3 separate regions of the Sus scrofa genome follow, and regions 1 and 3 are each linked to region 2. A link is a contact called in public targeted proximity ligation data. All regions are on one chromosome and are shown on one strand. The core of a region is the stretch at or near the end of the contact, and the rest is flanking DNA. Distances in the headings are between cores, read along the strand shown.

Region 1 (4,206 bases), core at 764-3,263, 430 kb after region 2:
TTCCCTTTGTGAAGGTATTTCCCCTGAACCATCACCAGAAATGGAGCAAAAAGAAAAACAAACAGGCATGTGAAACAGGAAAGGGGACAGATGCACTGACACTCAAGGCCACGTTATTACATAGAAGTGGTTATTGTGGAGTTCCCACTGTGGCGCAACTGGATTGGTGACATCTCCTCTGGAGCACTTCGATTCAGGTTCAATCCCCAGCCTGGCACAGTGGGTTAAGAGCTGGCATTGCCACAGCTGTAGTGTAGGTCGCAACTGCAGATCAGATCTGACCCCTAGCTGGGGAACTCCATATACTGCGGAGAGACCAAAAAAAAAAAAAAAAGTGGTTATTTTGATGCAGAACTCATTCATTTACAAACATTTCCTGTGCACCTAATACGTGCCAGGCCCTCTGGTGCACAGATGGTTAAGCTTACAGAGTCTGGAACTCTAGCTCTATCACTTACCATTAGCTCTGTGACCTTGGGCAAGCCACTTCACATCTCCAGGTTTCAATTTCCTCATTGTAAAATAAGAGTAACAATAGCTCCCAACATTTAGAGTTGTGCAGATTAATAAAACAGTAAGCACATGTAAAAATAGTCAATAAGTGCTAACGAACATTAGCCATTAATATAAATGAACATACTCATCTATGCTCTTTCCAGGTGTTTAGTAAGAGAGATAGGCGAACAGATATGTCTAAACCAATGCTGCAAATATTATAATAGAGATGTAACTACAATGGTACTCCAGAAGGTAACAGAACCAATTACACCTGGGGGACTGCAGGGCAGGGCCCTTCCAGAGCAGAGGGACAAGTCTGTGTTGGAGCCACATGTGTTGAAAGGGAAGGAAGATGATTGCTCCAGATCAAAGAGTTGGGGTAAGAACAGGGGGCACTGCAGGGAGTGGGAAATATAGTCAGCAGTCAAATGGTTCAAACTTCCTCTACTTCTGAAGCTATTTGAATTTTAACAGGCCAGTGGTCCAGAGCGTCCAGGGAGCTTTCTTGAAACATCTCAAGACCCCATCTTCCAAAATTCCAACCCATTATATGTGGGCGGGGCCCCAGAACGCCTCTGAAAAGCCCCCAGGGTAATTGTGCTGCTGAATCAGGGTTTGGGGACTGCTTTTCTGGGTGGATGGTGAGCCAAACAGGAGAGTGCAATAGCTTTTGTAAGGCAGCTTACTATGCAGGACATATTCTGATCTCCAAGTCTTTGTTCAACATTAAAAAACAAAGAACAACAACAAAAAACACTGATCCATTTTTATTTTTCACCTAAACACGTTATCTTCTAACAGTTTACTTGCTGCAAGTTTACTTAGTGTATTATCTGAATCCATTCATTAGAATATAAGCTCAACTAAGGCAGTGGCTTTTTTCTTTCCTCAGATCCTAGAAGTCTGGAACACAGTAGGTCTTAAGTTTTTGATTGAATGAATCAATTAAGGAACGGACGACATGAGAATTAGGCTAGTACGGAGCAGTAGGGAGGTTGTGGAGAAGAAACCTCTAATATTGATGTAGGCAGTTTTGCCTGAAAAGGAAAAGGGACGCGATTGGAGAGAGGGGCACAGGTCTAAAAAAAATACCGATAGAGTGGAAGGCTAGGTTTTCCTTGTTTTCAAGTTTCTTTCTGATTTCATGCTCTTGCTTCCGGGGCAGATAATATATTCAAAACCTGCCAGAATGTCCCACCTGGTCTTCTAATCTAGTTATCTCTCCACCTGGTTCCTTGCTCAAGCACGGAGAAAACCCGGAGAACTGAACTCTTTAAAGGATGGGCTTCTGGCAGGGTCGGCGCTCGACCTAGGCTCAAGCATGCGCAGTAGACAGAGTCACCAGCGTGCGCGGGAAGCTGGGCCGCGTCCGATTATGATTGGCTGTCACGGCGCACTCCCACCCACCGAAATACAGCGCTGAATGCTGATTGGGTACCTCCGCAGAGGCTGGACGCCGCACGGGGGGCGAGGGAGGGGAGGCGGGAAACAGCTTAGTGGGTGCGGGGTCGTGCAGTTCCCTCAGGCTGTTGGCAGAGAGATTCCGAAATGGCGGTGCAGCCGAAGGAGACACTGCAGCTGGAGAGCGCAGCCGAGATCGGCTTCGTGCGCTTCTTCCAGGGCATGCCTGAGAAGCCGACCACCACGGTGCGCCTTTTCGACCGGGGCGACTTCTACACCGCGCACGGCGAGGACGCACTCCTAGCTGCCCGGGAGGTGTTCAAGACCCAGGGGGTGGTCAAGTTCATGGGGCCGGCAGGTGAGGGCGCGGACCGCATGGGCTCTGGGGGAACCCCGCGGAGGGGGCTTCTTTCAGGAAGTGGGAGGTGGGGAGGCACTGGGGCGGGGACTTTGGCGCTTCGTGGGGCACTGCGCTTGCTCCTGGTCGAGTGGGGCGCCACCCACCGTCTGCCCTGGGTCTGCCCCTCTGCAGCTGTCCTGAATGGGAACTATAACAATCACTAGGTTGCCAGGCTTCGAGGCGTTTTAACACATTGTTCTATTTAATTTTCCTGCAGCTGGCGTGGGTGTCTGCTTCTCGGCCCGGGCCCCTCCTTGGCCCAGGGGAATCTCATCGCACACCGCCGCCAAACCTCTTTATCACAAATTCCATTCCAGGAGTGAGATTTAGAATAGAAGGGGTTTGGGAAGACCGTTTTATGTCACCAACGTGATTTTGCTTGTTGGGCGAATGTGGTTTATACCGCCCTTCAGCGCAGGGTTCTGTAGTGTCTGCTGTTGATAGGCGGTATCGCCAGGTGGTCAGGACCTCGGACCCTGGAGCCAGATTGCCTAGAGTCAAGTTGCGGCCCCTCCACTTACTAGCTGTGTGGCCTCGGGCTAGTCCAGTATGTCTGTGCTTCCTCTCGGCATTCAGTGCCTTCCATGACCCGTCCTTATGTTTCTAACATCTCTCTCCCTGGAAAGCTACAAACTTCTCAGCCTCTGTGAGTTAGATGTTCTCGATGTTTTTGTTAATCTTTTTTTTCCCCTGCCTGCGTTGTGATAATGGAATGAACATTCTAGGAGGAATAAGACATAGTACTGCCTCTGCCACATGCAGATGGGATGTTACTGACAAAAGATGTTCTTTCATTAGGTAGACATTCATTGAGTGCTGCCGGTATCAGGCAGGGTTATGGACACCAGGGGTACCTAGATGGAAAGGCAGTACCATATCCCCGCCTTCACAGAGCTCCCCCTAGTGGAGAGCAAGGCAGAAATAATTCCAATTCCAGGTCAAGAACTGTGGAGGATGATCCACAGCAAGTTGCTGAAGAGGCATAGAGGCAGGATTGCCCATGACTGGGCATGACGGGAACTGCGGGAGTTCCTGTTGTGGTGCAGTGGGAAACGAATCCCATTAGTATCCGTGAGGATCCAGGTTTGGTTCCCTGGCCTCGCTCAGCGGTTTAAGTATCTGGTGTTGTGAACTGTGGTCTAGGTCGCAGACGTGGCTTGGATCTGGCGTGGCTGTGGCGTCGGCCGGCAGCGGTAGTTCCCATTACACCCCTCGCCTTTGGACTTCCATATGCCAAGGGTGCGGCCAGAAAAGCCAAAAGAAAAAAAAAAAAAGGCATTATATGAAGGCTAAATTTCATTTGAGTCCTGAAGGAAACCCTGTATCCATTGGCAGTCAATTCCCCTTTTCCACCTGTCTTCTAAACCCAGGCAACCACTAATCTGCTTTCTGTCTCTAGATTTGCTTATAATATTGGTCTTTTGTGAATGACTTCTTTCACTTAATTTTTTCGTTTTTATTTTTGTGTTTTTTTTTTTTTTTTTTTTTTAAGGGCTGCTCTTGTGACTTGTGGAAGTTCCCTGGCTAGGGGTCATATTGGAGCTGCAGCTGCTGACCTATACCACAGCCACAGTGACACAGGGTCCAGGCCTTGTTTGTGACCTACACCGCGGTTCATGGCAGCACCAGGATTGAACCCTCGTCCTCTTGGACACTAATCGGGTTTGTTACCGATGAGCTACAATGGGGACTCTTAATATTTTCAAGGTTCATATGTGTTAATCAGTACTTCATTTCTTTTTATTGCCAAATAATATTCTATTGTATGGACATACCATATTTTGTTTATTCATTGGTTTATGAACATTTTGGTTATTTCTTGAACATATGCTTTTAATTTCCTGTACCTACTCTTTTTTTTTTTTTTTTTTTGTCTTTTTGCTATTTCTAGGGCCCCTCCCGCGGCA
Region 2 (4,703 bases), core at 921-3,420:
GTTCCCATTGTGGCTAGGGGGAAACAAACCTGACTAGTATCTATAAGGACTGGGTTCAATCCCTGGCCTTGCTCAGTGGCTTAAGGATCTAGTCTTGCCAAGACCTGTGGTGTAGGTGGGCAGCTGCAGCTCTGAACAGATCCCTAGCCTGGGAACTTCCATGTGCTGCAGGTTTGGCCCTTTAAAAAACAAACTCACAAACAAAAAAAACCCACCACTCTTTCTATTTGTTGTTAATTTTGGTAAATATTATTGATTCAATCATGGTTGTTTTTTGTTCTTGTTCTACAGTCTCTTATTCCCCTGAAAGATACTGGTCCCTAGTGGACTGGGGTCTTGTCTGCCAGAAAAGAGCTGGGCAGGGGTCCAGCATGTGTTCCGCTGTGCTGAGGGGCAGCTGGTCCTAAGCCTTCACCACCATTCTCTGTTCCTCCATCCCACGCCCCATGCTCACACAAATACTGCTGCACCTGTCAAAGAAACAGGCAGCAGTTCCTGCAGTCAGTCCCCTGGAGTCTGGCAACCTGGGGGTGGGGCTGGCAAAAGATCAGAGAGAAAGAGGAGAGACGTTTTCCTTTACATTGTCAGGATTGCTCTTATCAACTCTGCTTTTCTTTGCCTGCCCTGGGGCTGCCTCTGGGGAATGCCTGACTAGGGCAAATCGCAGGGTGTCCTCAGGCCACCCTCCCCAAAGGACATGCATTGCTCTCTCCAAGTGAAATCCAGTTCTGGTGACCAACAAGGGCAGCCAAAGGGTAACCAAAAGCCAGCTAGAGCAGTTGAGAGGAACAGGCGTGGAGTTTGTGCAAACTAAGTCAACCGCCAGAGCTGTCCTCATTTTCCTTCCTCTCTCTCCTGGTCTCCAGGTGCTCAGAGCAGCAGGCAACTGAGCACTTCTGCCCCCCAAGTAAGGAATGGAGTTTCTTTCAGAGCCCAGAGAAGAGAGTACTCGTGGAGGGAGTCAGGGGTGAGGCAGGGCAGGACGGCTGCCTTCAACAGCAGCCCTTGTGGCTCCAGAGGCAAAGGGCGTGGGAGTCTGAGCTTCCCTTGACAAGAATCGCCCATGGTTGGAGTCGTCGAGAAGCACAAAGCAGTGAGTCTCTCATAACACTGCGAATGGTCAGGCTCACTCCCAAGGTTGTGTTAGGTAGTGTTGGGGAAAAAGGTGGACACTTTCTAACTCTTAGGGGTTTAAACTTAAAACTTAAGTTTTAAAAGCTTAAAAGCTTGCTCGGATTCTCCCGCCTTCTGGAACCTTCGGTCTGTGCCTTGCACTCTGTTAAAGAGTTTTATTTTGTCGTTTTGGTATTGCCGTGATTTCCTGTGCCACGGCCTCCCTCCCCACACGGGACTGTCAGCAGCGGTCGCTGGGCCACCATAACCGATCTCAGCAGAGGGTGTCCGTCGGCCTCTTCCTTCCAGGCCGCCCAGTAATCCTTTGAACTCCTTAGTACCCACAGCACCCGGCTAAGCCCTGCTAAGAGCTCGATACAGCTTTGATCACAGTCTTTAGACGCCGGAATTAAGAAATAAAGTAAATACAGAGTTGGAGAAACAGTTTAAAAACTTTAAGAAATCCAGGACAACAGGATTCTGCGGAGGACAGGCCAGCCAGTTGGGGTGGGGGGAGACAGGTTGGAAAGAGGAACTCGGCTCTTAAAGGAACGTACAAGTCTCTCCGTGTGGAGTCGCGGGCAGGCAACCGCTCTCCCGAGTGCCCCCGGGGTGGCGCGCGAGGCTCGCGCGGCCCAGCAAGGCGGGACCCGGGCCGCTGCCGGCGGCCCCCCGGGGAGGCTCGCTTTCAGAGTTGGGAGCGACTGGGCGGCCCGCCTCTCTCCGGATTTGTGACGTGCCGAAGACAGACCCGGTGACGGAGTCACCGCACAAAGCTGGGTCGTCGGGGCGGGGGTCTCCCAGGCCAAGAGCCCCGAAGGGATGGGGAGGGGGAAGGAAGCAAGGCGCCCCCAGGTGCCCCTGCTCCGCGCAGCATTAAAGTGAGTGGCGAGTCGGCGGTGGCGGCGGCAGCAGGGGGTTGGCGCCCGTGCGGCCGCGAGCGCCCAGCGCGCGCCTGGCGGCTGTGGCCGCGTTGGCCGCCCGCGCGCCCGTCTCGCCGAGGCCGCGCCACGCCCCCTCGGGGGTGGAGCCGCGGCCGGGGGCGGGTCTGCAGCTGGCGGCGCCCGGGCCTGGGGCGGGGCTGTGGCAGCAGCTGCAGCGGCGGCGGCGGCAGAGGCGGCAGGAGCTGCTGCAGCAAAGGCGGAGGCTGCTCCTGGACGCGCGGGGCCGCACAGCCGGAGCCCCAGTCCGGAGACGCCGGGCGGTGCGCTGGGTGCTGCGGCTGCTGCCCGCCCGCGCCGCCCGGGCCCCCGCTGCCACCTGGGCCCCAGCAGCCCCTCGCGCCCCCGTCGACACCGCCCGCGTGTGCGCCCCAGCCCGGACGCCGCCCCCGGCCGGGTCTCCACTTCTCGGCTGCACCTCCCATGACAGCACCCGCTCGAAGATGGCTGCGAAGGGCCCGCACAGCTCCCACCTGAAGATGGAGAGCGAGCTGGAGCGCTGCCGCGCCGAAGGCCATTGGGACCGCATGCCTGAGCTGGTCCGGCAGATGCAGACGCTAGTCGTGCCCGGCGGCGGAGGCGGCCGGCGAGCCAGCCCGAACGCCACGTTCACCTCTCTGGACACCGGTGAGTGAGGGAAGGGGCTGGTTCACAGACGCGGAGCGCGCGAAATGCGCCGCCTCCTCCAGGAAGCGGCCCCGACTGCCTGGGGCCGGCGATGGCTGCTTTCGGTATTACCCTTCCTTCAGTGCCTCTCTTAGCAGCAGCCAGAGTCGTTAGGAAGGTACTTCTGCCCCAGAAGAAAACTCACGTGCAGGGAGTTTGGGAGGAAAGAAGTAAACGGCTTTTGCGTTCTGCCCTCTCGGATCGTTGTGGGCTACTCCGACTACTGTGAAATGGTGGTGTTGGCACGTATCAGATCACGGCATGGGCTAGGCTTTTGCGCCGCTCCTCCAACCCGCATTCTGGTTCTGAACTATCAGGTGTAGGCTGTCGCTCCTTGCCCTCTCCTCCTTTCCCCGAGTCAAATTGACGGCGAAGCTCTGTATGGCTAGGGGCTTGACCAGCGCCAGGGTGGGGTGGTGGAAAAGCGGGAAAGAGGCCTGGTAAGCCTCAGTTTCCTCTTCTCTCTTCCAACTCGCGAGCCATCTAGGCCTGGCAGTCGGTGGCTTTAGCAGTAGGCTGTTTTGGCAGGCTGGGCTCTAGCGCTGGGGCGGGAAAGCACCCTGATGTGGCAGAGGGGGAACACCCCGCCCCAGTCTCCAACCTCAAATCTTGTTCCTGGTGCCTTGAGCTCAGCCTGGAGAGCCATCCCTGAACCCTCTCTTTGGCACAGCCACTTCAGAGCCTTGATAGAAGACGGCAGGGAGTTAATACAGATATAAAGAGTTTTAAAGACCACCCAGCCTGTGGAAGGCGCTTAGCTAGCACTGTATGTCAGTGTCCTAAGCACTGTACTCAGCCCTTTAATTTCTCCCCAACAACCCGAAGAAGCAGGTACTCTTTTTTTGCCACTTGCAGATAAGGAAACTGAGGCACAGAGAACTTACATAACTTGATCATTCAGCTATTAAGTGGTGGAACCACAATTTGAACCCAGGTTTCTGAGTACATCCTTTTTTTCTTTTTTTTCCTCAATGAATTTATTACATTTGTAGTTGTACAATGAGTACATCCTTTTAATAACTTGCGCTGTTACCTCTGAAAATCCGAGCTTGAGGGAGTTCCCGTTGTGGCACAGCAAAAACAAATCTGACTGCTATTCATGAGAATTCGCGTTCGATCCCTGGCCTTGATCAGGGGGTTAAGCATCCGGCATCACTGTGAGCTGTGGTGTAGGTCGCAGATGCAGCTTGGATCCTCTGTTGCTGTGGCTGGGGTGTAGGCTGGCAGCTGTAGCTCCGATTCGACCACTAGCCTGGGAACTTCCACGTGCTGTGGGTGCGGCCCTAAAAAGCAAAAAAAAAAAAAAAAAAAAAATCCCAGCTTGAAGAGTTGTCAGAATGGATGGGGAGACAGAAGTGTGATCAGAGGGCAGTTGTGTGTTAGATTGTGGAGCTCAGAGGAAGAGGAGGTTACAGAAAGCAGCAGCACTGGCCTCTAATTGGTGTTGGGGAAGGGCAGAGTATGTTTCCCAATGAAGAGGAAGGATAGGTGGACAGTGGGCGGAGGCTGCTGGGTCACAGGGATGGACAGTTGGGTTGAGGCTTTGAGGTATGTCTGAGTGTTGCAGTGAGGGGCAGTGGCCAGAGCTAAAGATGCATGTTTGAGAGAAACTAGTGAGCCCCTCTCTTCCAGGGAAGACTAGGTAAATTGTAGGTTCTCCTCTGTCCCCTGGGTGGGGTGATGTGGTGGGGTGGTAAGGGTAGAATGGAAACTGACCCATTCAGAGGGCATTGGGGCCTGAGTGAGGTTAGCAGCACCACAGAGAAACATGTTGGGCCCAAGATAGGACCTCCTAGAGTTTGTACATGGATGTTCTTCCTAAGCTGTTCTTTAGAGATCTCAAGGAGGTTGAGTAATTAATTCATTGGTATTCTGGGGCAAAGGGTTTTTGGAGCCAAAAAAGTGAAGACATTGGATTAACAGATTGATGTTGTTAAACTGATTTTTTTTTTTCCACTGCAGGACTTCTCAGAGCCTTTAATA
Region 3 (4,338 bases), core at 1,002-3,501, 260 kb before region 2:
GGGGATTCACCAGTTCATTTTAATATGCATTTTATGAGCACCTAATCCAAGCCAAGGCATTGCGGAGGTGCAAAGATGCTGGGGATCTCAGGTCCATCCCCTCTGACCTCAAAGTAGTTTATCTCTAGTCCGTCATCTCTGACAGAATAGCTAATCTCCTAGTCGGGGGCTCTGTATTGAGGCAGCTGTAACATAAAGATAGAGGAAAGTCCTAGCAGATGACAAGAAATAAAATCACTCCAGATGAAAGGATCAGGGTCATCTTTTCTTTGAGAATAAGAAGAAAGGCTGAGAAAGTGTTGAGCAGGTTGGGGAGGCAGGAGGGAGATTGAGGTGACGAGCTGTGCAGCGATTTGGGGAGGTTTTTTTACAGGTTTTCCTGTTTTTCTGGGGGAGAGATATTCATAGTGCTTATCACCCCCGAATTATTTATTTGCTACTTTCCTCATATACATTTTGTCTCACCCTATTCAGGAACCTTGTCAGTTTGCTTCACCACTACATCCTGAGCAACTCAAACAATCCTGGCATGTTGTAAAATGCTTAGTAAATACTGGGTAAATGAATAAACGGCCCAGGTGAGGCAGTGGCTGTAGAAATTGAGACAAAGGGTAAATATAATCGGCATGACAAAGTTTGAAAGGGTAGGGAAGTGTTGCAGCAGTGACAGTAGCCTAGAGGATCACTCAGGTTCTGGTTTGGCTAAGGGAATGGATGGTGATATTATCAAAGAAGATAAGGGACAGATGGGAAGGAGCAAGTTTGTGGACCTCTTAGGGTATTTGAGTTCCAGTTTGGGTACGTCCTGATTAGGTTCAAGAGGAGACTATGTATGCAGATTGGGACCTCATCTGCATACACTCAGCCATCAAAATGGCTAGACCACCCTGTGTGCAGTAGAATGACCATGTACCTTCTGAGAAGAGGACTAAGGATCAGATCCTGGGACTCTCTTCAAGAGCCAATAGAGAATAAATTTAGAAAGGTTAATTGAAGAGAAAGATCATCTAAAGGTTTATGTACGGTTTCAGGGAAACTGGAGTGAGGAGTGCCTTGGGGAGGAAAAAGATTCAATAAGGATGTAGTCCGTAGAATCTACTGCAAAAGAGATCATGTAAGAACCAAAAAGTGACTCTTGAACTCGATTATATGACGCCACTGGTTGCCTTAAGAGGTGCATTTTCAGTGGATTAGTAAGGAATATAATTTAGCCTATCCTGGAAGCATGAATTGAAATAAAGATGAGAGCTAGATGGTCAAGTTTTTTTTTTTTTGGTTTTTTTTTTTAATTTGGAGGCGTCGGAATACGATCACGGTAATGTCTTAACACAGAAGTGCCTGTTAAGTTTGTGAATGAAGAAGAGGTTTCTATAAGGCCAGATGGCCTGTCCTGGAGGCGTCACAATGCCTCAACTACGCTTTTATCCTTTCAGCCATTTCTAGGGCGGGGGCCCTTCCATATAAAGTACAGGCAAAAAATGGGAGACGAACCCCCTCCATCCTTATATGAGTCACGTTTTTGACAGCCGGGCGTGGGGATGGGAATGCTTGAATTAAACTAAGTGCCCAGGTTCCCGTGGATCTTTGCATTTACTAACGGGAAGGCTCATTCACATTTTCCGAGCCGGCACTCCCGTCCTCCATGCAACATTTTTCTTTTCCTTTTCCCTAACAGAGAGAAACCAGGGACAAAGCTTTCCTCCTTCTTCCACCTCAAGGCTGACCTTCCGCCCCCAAGCCCACTGATGGCCGTTCTCTGACCACGTGACCCTCTTCAGCCCCCGTGACTCGCCGCCGCTGACCCCTCCCCTCAGGCCGCAGACCGCCCCTCAAACCCACGTGACAGCCTCTCTCCCACCTGACTGGCTCCTCTCTTTCCCCGGGCCGGACCGGCCGCCGTCGCAGCTGCCCGACTCCAAAATGGCAGCCGCGCACAGCGCGCACCCGAGCGGCCGGACCTCCCTGACTCCCGGGCCGCCCCCCTCTCGCTCCCTGCCTCCCTACTTCGGCCTTCACCTACACGCCTTCGGATTGGCCACTAAGAATCCCGCCCCTCCAGAGCCCCGCCTGCTATTGGTCACGGTAGGCTGCCCTTCAGAGAGGCGTGCCCCCGCCGCCCCCCGCCCGGGGAGGTATTTTCCATTCTGGTGGGGGCGCGGGGAGGGGGGAGGGGAAAAGGGTGAAGAGGGGGAGGCGGCCGGGGAAAGGGGTGGGGGCCTGGCGGGGGCATCCGGCGGAGCTGGGGTCCCCGGACTCCGTCCGGAGGAAGCAAGACTGCGCTCGCACGGGCAGTCGGAGGGAGCGGGACGGGACGGCAGGCGGGCAGACTCGCCCTCTCGGTGACTGCGCCGTCCGGGCCCGTCCTGCCTGGCCGCAGGTGCCCCTGGATGAGGCCGCTCTGCGCGCCCCGACCGGTAAGTGTCTCCGTGGCCAGCCCGGCCGGTGTGCGCTTCCCGGACCCTCGCGCCTCCGTTAGCGGCCGCCTCTCCGGCCCCGGTGCCCGCGCCCGGCGCAGTCCGCCTCCGGCCGGCGCCTCCACCCCGGGTGGAGGCAGCGCCGGCCCTCTGGCAGGCAAGAGGACGACGGGCGGGGGACCGCAAACCCGGGCCGGGAGCCCGGTGCAGACCCTGCGGCGCATAGTGGGAGCTTGCACTTAGTAGGTTCTCGATGCATTTCGTGGAATTGTTTTTCTGGTTGGAGGAACATAGGTCGCTTAAGGGAAAGGGGGTTGCTCCGAGCTAGTCGGAGGGCGTTCGTGATACGGGTCGCGGTGAATCGAGGGGAGGTCACCGGAGACTGGGGCATTTGCGCGCGCCGCAGGCTAGGGGTTACCGGCCAAGTCATTTGGGGCTCTAAAGCTCCGATCCCGGGGTCCTCAAGGTCGACGAGAAGAGAGGTCCACCGGGAGGTGAGCCAGAGAACTGGGGAGCTTGGATGGGGAAAGTGACTGGAGCACCTCCGGAGTTTAACGGGAGGTGGGAAGGGATGCTCAGGCGGGCACTGAAAGACCCCTCTGCAACTCCTTGGGGCCCTAAGATTCTTTGGTGCTGGGATTTGGACGTTCAAGTAGCCAGAGGGAAGTGACTTGCTGGAGAGGGAGTTGCTTTTAAAGAAGGATGCTCAGAAACAGTTTTAAGTACACATCTTGGCTTGGTTCTGAACTTTGAAAGGCAGGGGGATTGGAGTCGAGATCACATTTTCTTTTGGTATTCCAACAAAAAGGTGGACCTTGGACGTTATCTTTTATTTTAAAATATATGTATGTGTTCGGTGGTGTTTTACCAGTTATTAGTTTTGCTGGAATTTCTCAAACTGCTCCTTGAAATTCTTGTAGCAGCTTCTCCATCTGAGAAGATCCTTTCTTCAGGTTTCTCCATCCATTGCAATGGCTTACTTCCTCCCAACGTAGCATTTTGGCTGGACTGTACTATTACACTTTGCTACTGACTTTTATTCTGCAAGATTAATAGGTAATTCGAATGCTTTCTCTCCTTGCTTTTCATTGTTTCTTTACAAGGTCATGCAAAATTGAACCACAAATTCTATAGTTTAACATATTTTAACTTTTAAGCGTTGAAGTGGGAAGATGTTGGTTAGTTAGCAGCTCTAGAAGGCAATGTGAAGATCAGGTTGAGTGTTCTAACAGTTGGGAATCTTAATGTCAGATGTTTAGTTTAATTTTAATATCCTGAACTTGCATAACACTCTTGAGAGTGGGTTAAGAACGTAAAAAATGCATACCTGGGTTAGGCAGTGGCAGTCTACAGAATCCACCTCTGTGGCAGCCGGTGGAGGTTCTTCATGTCACTGAGAAGAGGAAGCTGAGAATTGTACAGCTTGATCTTTAATCTTTTTAATATTTTCTTAATCATATATATGTTATCTTACTAATTCCTGACATTTACAAAATGAAAAATGAGGTGTGTTTTTAGGGACTACTTAAACATATAGAAGAAAATTTTGTAGATCGTATTTTCCCTTTGGTGTAAATTGTAATTGTCAGTCAGAGAAAACATTTCTGCAAAAAGGTGTTGATATTTGCAGTCGCCACCTCTTAGTTACTGAAGAAATGGGTAATTACATTTTTTTTTCTCCCTATTGTCCTTGAATTTTACTGTTCGTCCTTAGGGAGAATGTACTGGCACACAAAACAGTAGCCTAAAATATTGAAACCTAACACCTTTTAACATTATAATAGCTTCTACATTATTCACCTTGGGGCTCATCTGTGGCAAACCAGTGGTCCGGAAAGCTTTCCTCTATCACCTTTGTTTAGAATGGGCTTTTACCTCCCTTTGTAGAATCAAGGAAAAATAATGCTGAATGCTTGCAAAGTAA

The links.
Region 1: a contact with region 2 is called in a targeted proximity ligation map of alveolar macrophages. A contact is called at or near these places in 1 of 5 promoter capture datasets (fetal liver), 2 of 47 Hi-C or Micro-C datasets (embryonic fibroblasts and liver) and 1 of 2 datasets of targeted methods (alveolar macrophages).
Region 3: a contact with region 2 is called in a targeted proximity ligation map of alveolar macrophages. A contact is called at or near these places in 1 of 47 Hi-C or Micro-C datasets (skeletal muscle) and 2 of 2 datasets of targeted methods (alveolar macrophages and skeletal muscle).

What each region holds. Positions count from the first base shown.
Region 1 is chr3:93,161,363-93,165,568 of Sscrofa11.1, reverse strand. It overlaps MSH2 (mutS homolog 2), which reads left to right and starts at 2,013. Exons shown (of 16, transcript NM_001195357.1): 1 at 2,013-2,257. The coding sequence starts at 2,047.
Region 2 is chr3:93,589,449-93,594,151 of Sscrofa11.1, reverse strand. TTC7A (tetratricopeptide repeat protein 7A) reads left to right here and starts at 2,170. Exons shown (of 20, transcript XM_021087552.1): 1 at 2,170-2,681. The coding sequence starts at 2,498.
Region 3 is chr3:93,851,989-93,856,326 of Sscrofa11.1, reverse strand. SOCS5 (suppressor of cytokine signaling 5) reads left to right here and starts at 2,251. Exons shown (of 2, transcript NM_001162890.1): 1 at 2,251-2,414.